2 separate regions of the Rattus norvegicus genome follow, and region 2 is linked to region 1. Evidence: chromatin contacts called from public Hi-C data. All regions are on one chromosome and are shown on one strand. Each heading gives the region's core, a stretch centred on a gene start, on an enhancer-like site or on the middle of the called end of the contact. The rest is flanking DNA. Distances are from core to core; before and after follow the strand shown. Region 1 has its middle 11 kb from the start of Rack1. Region 2 has its middle 9.8 kb from the start of Ifi47.

Evidence for each region. Hi-C and Micro-C count contacts between places; a contact is called where the count stands out from the background.
Region 2: a contact with region 1 is called in a Hi-C map of liver, with 5 times the contacts expected there. The contact joins two enhancer-like sites. A contact is called at or near these places in 8 of 12 Hi-C or Micro-C datasets (the A7r5 cell line, the Rat2 cell line, frontal cortex and 4 more).

Annotation. Positions count from the first base shown.
Region 1 is chr10:33,657,287-33,661,192 of GRCr8, reverse strand. No RefSeq gene overlaps it. Among named protein-coding and RNA genes, the nearest start is that of Rack1, 11 kb to the left of the region's middle. Within about 2 kb of position 1,917, at least 14 of the 93 cell types and tissues checked have an H3K27ac peak or open chromatin away from gene starts, as enhancers often do. A contact at or near this core is called in liver, where this site is marked.
Region 2 is chr10:33,806,574-33,810,596 of GRCr8, reverse strand. No RefSeq gene overlaps it. Among named protein-coding and RNA genes, the nearest start is that of Ifi47, 9.8 kb to the right of the region's middle. Within about 2 kb of position 1,371, at least 4 of the 93 cell types and tissues checked have an H3K27ac peak or open chromatin away from gene starts, as enhancers often do. A contact at or near this core is called in liver, where this site is marked.

The DNA of each region.
Region 1 (3,906 bases), core at 668-3,167:
GGTGTGCATGAGTGTGGGAGTTTGAGAAAAGAAAAGCACAATAGAGAAAAGCAGAGTGTGCACAAGAGACTGCAGTGTGCATGCAGCCTCAAACTCTGTGTGTGTGTGTGTGTGTGTGTGTGAGAGAGAGAGAGAGAGAGAGAGAGAGAGAGAGAGAGAGAGGGAGAGAGAGAAACTTTAAGCCTTGAAATTGCCTGTTGGTTTGTACCCAAAGAGTGGTCTGTGTATATTTATTATGCACCTTCCAGATTTCCCTGCTTCCAGTTGAGAACTCTGATCCTGTGTCAAGGCTGGACCCCGGCAGCTCTGGAGAGCACATTGCTGTAGGAGGGTTCTAGGGGTTAGGGATTTTGTGAGCAGAAGTCCAGAACAGTGATGTATACGAGGAAGAAAGGATTGTGTAGACTAATGTGTTATAAAGTGTCCCCAGACACTACGAACTGTCACCTAGGAACTGTTAGAGATTCGAGTTCTCGGACTTGTTCTATGACCAGCCAGGTTACCGTGAGGCTCCTGATTCCCTGACTTATTTTTCATCCTTTAGACTTGCATCATTTCCCTAGCAGCACCTTTTGAAGATGCAAGTCTGGCTTCTCAGCCTGGTGCCAGAGACCCTGAGAGGGACCTGGCTTCCTCTTTTCTATCTTCCTCGAAATTCGGCCTGTGTCTGGTTTTATCCCTCTCTCTGTGGGAGCGTCTGCTCTGATTCTTTCCAAGCTGGGCTGTGAGGCCTGTGTGCATGCACCTGTTCTCATCCTTGTCACACGAGTCTGCTAGTACCTATGTATTCCTGGGAACACATGCTAGCTAGGCTGAGGCGTGAGAGAGACACGAACCACTGGACTACCAGGGCTGTGTGAACTAAACATTTATAACTCGGAGGGGAAATTGAACCTCTAGGGGACATTTAGTTGTCCCAAGGAAACAAGACAAGAAAGTGTAGCTGGCTGAGCAGGACTTGAACCTTGATTGGGGACAGAGCATGGGTGTTTTTGTGACCCATGAAGGCTGTCATGGATCCCTGGGACACTTTACTACTTCTAAATGCTTGGAATTACTGGTCTTGCCTTAGTGTAAGTTATTTAATGTGTTATCTCAGAGGTATATGTATTACTTACCACATCTTTATCATTTTTTGTGGTGCTGGGGCTCAAAACTAGGCAACTATTTTTTTTTTTTTAAATTAAAAAACTAAAATAGCTTCAGAGCAACTCGGGAACTTGGAGGTTCCTTTGTAATTGTGGACGATTCATTTTGTATTTTTGGACATTAAAATATTCGGAGGCGGTCTGTGAGAAGGCTCAGAGGCTTAAAGCACTCATCAGGCAGTAAGCAAGCAAACCAAGAAGGGTTTCTACGGGGTACAAAAAGGCAGAGCAGGCGAGCAAACATTCCAAAAACCGAACAAAAATCTCGGACTCTGGAGCTCAGTGCTGCCACCTTGTGTCCGCTTCTGTTCCCAGTTTACTCGTCTGTAAATTAAGCACGAAATCTTTCTCCTCCTCCCCCCACCTCTTGTCCGACTTTGTATATCTCTGTCTCTGGTCTCTCGTCCCTCCCCGCCCCCCTCCCCTTCATCATAAGACAACGCGAAAAAGCCGGATTTATTCCTTTCGCTACTTGGGAGGTACCTGGGGATCAAACTCAAGTAGTCAGGCTTGACGGCAAGCACCGTGATCCACTGAGCCCTGTCGCCAGCCTCCATTTAATTTTTAGCTTAGTATTTTTTTCATCTGATTAGGACATTATATTGATTTTTATTTCAAAATATATGGGTATGCACATTAAGTTATCCTTGGATTTCCCCCTCAGGGCAGTAAAGGTATTCTGAAACCTCCGTAATTAGGTGGTTCATTCTGATTGGCTCTGATACAGGAAGTAGAAGAGTTAGTCAGGTGAAAGCCCTGAGAGAGCGAGTGTGCTATCTGGCTTGGATTTTGGCAAATAGGTAGAAGGAAATGCAGTGTAGGATGGAGAACAATTCTGGGTAGGGAATGTGCTCACACGTGGAGCAGAGAGAGGTGACGAGGAAAGCGAAGGTTTTGGTACACGGGCTGGAGAGATGGCTCAGCTGTTAAGAGCACGGACTGCTCTTCCAGAGGTCCTGAGTTCTAATCCCAGCAACCACATGGTGGCTCACGATCATCTTTAACGGGATCCGATGCCCTCTTCTGGTCTGCCTGAAAACAGCTACAATGTACTATGTACTTATATATAATAAATAAATCTTTAAGAAAAAGAAAGCGAAGGTTTTCAGGACCACAGGGGCTTGGGTGCCCAGCTAGAAAAGCTGGTGGCTTGGCTGGCTTGTGGACTCTTGATTCACAAAAGTTGTGAGCACAGGAACACCAAGGGTTACTACCCCACCCCCATCTATTGATTCAGGCAGAGGTGGTCCCTACCACGTAATATCCTCAGGCTCTGGGGAGACCAGATTAGGTCCTTATCAGTAGGAAGTATGCAATCTGGAAGGAGCTTCAAGTTTGTATTGATTAACCCATAGCAACAGAGCCATCACCTACCCCAGGGAGGCCCCGTTTTAAATCTTTTCCTGTAGTTGTTCACACAACAGCCCTCTGAGGTAGGAATTTTATTTTACACACGAGGGCAGATTGAAATCAAGTAAGCAGCCCAACTCCAGGTACTTACTCAGAGACTGGAATTTGAATCCAGGTATCATGGCTCTAAGCATCCTATTCTGACTAAACTCGATCTTAAAATTTTGCTACTTGTGACCCCTTTTGCCCAAGAACCTTTTAGGCAACCTGGGATTCGGAGATATATGAATTATATATTAGTTGCTTTTCTGTTGCTGTGACAAAATGCCTTAGCCAAAAGCAGCTTAAGGAAGAAAGGGTTTGCTATGCCCTATGGTTGGGGTTGGGGAGAAGGGGAGAGAATCCGTAGAGTCCTGCTGCCCCGGGAAAGCCTGCTGGTCACGTGTTCATTTGCCTACGGGAGAGGGAGGAGGAGCAAGAGACTGAAAACCGGAAGTGCAGTCGGGCTATCAACTCTCAGAGCCTGCTCCCAGGGATGCACTTCCTCCAGCAAGGCTGAACTGCCTAAAGGTTCCATTATCTCCCCAAACAGCACCAACTGTGGAACAAGCATTCAAATACAAGAGCCTATGGAAGACGTTTCTTATTGAAAGCACACGGTAGGTATATAAGATAGAGATAAGGATAAAACATTTACTGATAACAAGTCACAAAGAAATCTGTTTCACAGCCAGTGAGATGGCTCAGCTGTAAGGCACTTGCTACCAAGTTTGATGCCCAGGACCTACGCGGTCGAAAGAAACAACTGATTCTCTCAAGTTGTCTCCAGCGTCCACATATATGCTGTGACATGTGCACACATGGACGACTGTACTGAGAATTAATTAATGATCTGTGTATTTATTTAGATGTGGGGGGTCTCACTATCCCTGGCTTACCTGGAACTCACAGAGATCCATCTGCCTGTGCTTCCCCACTGCTGGGATGAAAGGCGTGTGTCAGTGTCCATCAGAGTGTGTGCAGAATTTAAAAAACGATACCCAAACTTAACCTTTTTTTTTTTGTTTTTTTGCATATTTTGGGGGTGGGGCTCAAGATAGAGTCTCTTTGTATAGCCTTGGGTGTCCTTGAACTCATGGAGATCCATCTGCCTCTGCCTCCCAAGTGTGGGAACCAAAGGAGTGCGCCACCACTGCCCAGCTAGGATAGGATAGCTGTGAAGTTGTTGATGTTATTCATTCTATCTATCTATCTATCTATCTATCTATCTATCTATCTATCTATCTCTATCTATCTATCTATCTATCTATCTATCTATCTATCTATCCATCCATGACTCCATCTATCTATCTATCTATCTATCTATCTATCTATCTATCTATCTATCTATCCATCTATCTATTTTAAA
Region 2 (4,023 bases), core at 122-2,621, 150 kb before region 1:
ATGCGCGGACATCTCCCTTTTCTCCTGGTCTCCCCATCTCCTCCTCTACTGCAGGGGCTGCAGCGCCATCTGCAGCAGCATGGAACCCTTCCCCCACTTGGAGCTCTGTAGGTTTCTCTGTGGCTCCCAAAACCTGCTACTATGCCCTTTTGGGCCCCACCACCACGTGGGCAACTTAAAGACACTGACTCCCTTTTCCCCTCCTCTCTCCTAGCTTTCCTCCCACCTTCCTGAGGAACCACAGCCCACCTGCAGTTCGGCAGCTTCAGCCCTCACGTTGCTTATAGGAAAAACCCCTCCCCTGCACCCAGTGTCCTGTGGTAGAAAGTCACATGTTCGTTGTACCTTATAATGGAGTGGCATTTATCTAAAGAATTGTGGCTATGTATCAGCAGAGAGACAAACATACAAAGATAAATAGACATGCTTTTTTCTGCCGGGAAGGGTATTATGTGCTTGTGGCTCTTCCCTATGTAATCCAACCCTTTTGGTTACCTTCTCTTTGTACCTTTGGGCCTCCTGACTGCGGCACCTGGACCCTTCTCCCTTCTCCCTCCCCCTCTGCCTCCCTCTCTCTTACATTCAGCTCAGTTTGGTCACTCTGGATTCTCCCAGATGTCTCTGCTTCTGTCAACGCTCTTTATCTATCATAAAATTTCTCCTACAGCTTACCTAGGCCTTGTCCTTTTGCTTTCATTTTTATTTCTGTTTTTCATTCATCTGGGGCTGAAACCTGGGACCATGTCCTTCCCTTCTTCTCTCTTCTGTTCCTTCAGTTGGTTTTTGCCAATCTTTTCTGGCCTGCTCTGATCCTCACTTCTCCACTTCCTCTCAGACGGACTTTGCTTTTCTGTCTTCAAGTTTCTAAACTGTGTGTAGAGCAGGAGATTGGATAGGTTGTTGGTTTAAGGCCTTTAAAACATCACGGTTCTTTACCAAGTCCTCCTTCTCTTGTATTCTTTTTTCATAATAAATTGCTACTAGACTTATTTAGTTAGCTAGTTAAAGACTTATTTATTTTATTTGCTCTATCTGCATGTACACTCGCATGCCCATAGGTAGCATCAGATCCCGTTACAGATGGTTGTGAGCCACCAAGTGGTTGTGGGGAATTGAACTCAGGACCTCTGGAAGAGCTTTTAACCACTGAGCCATCTATCCAGCCCTTTTCTTGTATTCTTAACACAGGCATTTATAGCTATACATTTCCATCAGGCCTACCTCAGTCGCAGCCCATATGTTTGGATAATACGTGATTCGTCTTCGTTTGGTTTCCAGCTTCCTTTTTGATCCTTCTTGGAACCTGTAGGATTGACAATGAAAATCCAAAGGGAAAGCAAACATGGGATCTTTACTCAGAGCCTGCTGGCAAGGAGGCGAGGAAGTCAGCCAGCCTGTGTTTAGCATTTGGCAGAGACTCAAAGGTAGGTAGGGGAGTGGGAATGATTTATAAAGGGAAGGCGAGAGGCTCTGGGTGTTGGCCTTAGGAAGGAGAGAAGATGAGATGGATTTCATGAGCTTCCAGGACCACACTTGATGTTCCCCGGTGGATCTGCCAGTTGGAGGCAGAGACATAAAAACAAGGAAGGTTAATTAATCAAGTCTTTAGCATACAAAGTAAGGGTTTAGTCGTGGCACCTCCATACACATCGGTAAGTTATTCTCTGCTGATAAATGAGCCAATTCAATCCGGGTCAGAGTATAATAAAAGCCGGTTTATTGGGAAACGCCCTCAAATGGGTTCACTGATCCCAAGGAATGAGGCCCAGGGGAGTACCGATGGGGTAGGAGACAGGGAGGGAGGGGGAGAGAGAGAAAGAGAGAGAGAGAGAGAGAGAGAGAGAGAGTTCACGAGCAGAGAGAAGGAAAATGCAGAGAGATGGGAAGAAGGAAACCAAAATGTCTGCATTATATAGGGAAGGGCTTCTTGGGGAGGGGAAGCCCAACCCCTCAGCTGGAAAGTTTAGGGCAGAGGGCAGGTACACCATCCATCCATGCCCTGTCACAGGTAAGGACTGAGGAATGCTGGGAGAACTTGGAGGCCAGGTCCACTTTGGTAAGTTAAATATGCACCTCAGCCCCTTGTCCTGGATCTGAACCCCAACACATGTCTTTAAACTTTGTCCTCATTCACTTCCCTCCCCCATTACCATCCCCCACGACCCCTTCCCCACAGCCAGTTCCCTCTTCCCCTGTTAGTTCCAATTTCTGCCTATGTATTGTGTATGCTTCACTACCGCTTCTGTTTTTCACTAGCCCTAAGATCTCTTCCCCTTTCATGTTCCCCTTTCTGGTTTCGTGACCTACAGACACATCCTCACATATAAGTGTACACACACACACACACACACACACACACACACACACACACACCATTTTAAATCTAGGCTTTCACATAAGAGAGAATCACAAAGTCTGACACCAATGTTCTCTCCCATCCACATCACATTTGGAGTTGGCCTTCCCAGAATGCCTCAGGAAAGGGCTTGAGATGACTCCTCAGGAGCTCTCTCTTACATTTGAGCCAGATGGGACACACGGACCACATGTCCCTTTACTCCAGCAAGCTTTCCTCTGCTGTTTTGCATCATGTCCAGGTTCAGCTAAGTAACCTAACTCTTTTCTTTAATATTGTCAGATTGCAACAGACACATGTTCAATGCCATCTGATTTATTCTTTTTAGGTTTTGTATTTATCATTGTTATTACTATTACTTGTCTATGTGTTTTGTTGGGGGGGATGGGGGAAGGATGGATAGTTGTGCCATAGCGCATGTGTGAATGTCAGAGAACAATTTTGTGGAGTTGGTTCTCTCCTGTCTCCTTTACATGGCTCCAGGGATTTGACTTCAGGTCTCTAGGCCTGTGTGGCAAATACTTTGTACCCACTGAGCCATCTCACCAGCTGGGTAACTGATCTTTCAAAGCCCCTCTGACACCCAGTCAGAACCTGAGGAGAAAATCTGGTGTACCACACTTGTCCCCTTAGATGACGCCTCTTAGGTTCTCCTTCTAAGTGTTTCATTACAAAAACCCAAACTCGATCCTTTCACACCAGGAAGTGAGCATTGAACAGCCATGTGTTTCTCCACCACCTTGTTTGGAATTTCTCCAGGGTGTTTCCCTGGAAATAGAGAGACTGTGGCCATGTCTCAGGCCACACGAAGAAGAAGGAATGGGTCCTCTCCAAGGTTCTGTTACACCTACCACAAAACCTTCAGCCTCAAGGTGGGATGTATCAGTGAACTTGCAGTCTGAGCCTTAAGTCTTGAAGGAAATACACTTCATCCCATTCCAAAGTCAAAAGAAAAAAATCCAATGAATTACCAGTATTAAAAAATGAAACATAAAGTAGATAGGTCCAGCCCAACCTCTCCACAGTGAGACCTGGAAGTCAGGGTGTCCCCAGGGTATCAAGACTTTGATCTCACTGTACCCACTCACCCAACTCAGCACAGATCATCCAGGATTCCCCCACCTACCTCAATTATTACATTATTTACACCCCTCCTTCTAGTCTGCATGTGTAGGAAGAGCCTGACTATGTGAATATAGCTGAACCCTATTCCTCTCTGTCTGCCAGGTGTTGGTGATACTCCTCTCTGGGTTACTCAGGGGTCATCCCCACAATCCTGCCTCAGCTTCCCCATGGCCAGTGCAGCTACTTCGTAGTCCATGTTTATTCCAAAGCAAATGTTTCTGTTTCCATCACCACCTCCTGAACCCCGACTACCTTCATGACCTGCTTTAGGATGATTACAGAGAGCCTCCCAGAAGTGATAGCTCTACCTGGTCTCTCCACAGGCATGCTTAAAGTGATCCTCTATTGCGGACCTGCCAGACCATTCCTCTATCCAATGGGCTTTCTGCCTCCCTTGAGGAAAAAGCAATCTCATACATTAGGACTTCTTTGAAGTGGCTCCAGTTCCCTCTCTCCCTCTACCCATCCTCTGACTTCCCCTGCTTAGTCCCTCTCTCCCTCTTTTCATCCTCTGACTTCCCCTGCTGTCCTTTATCCCGATC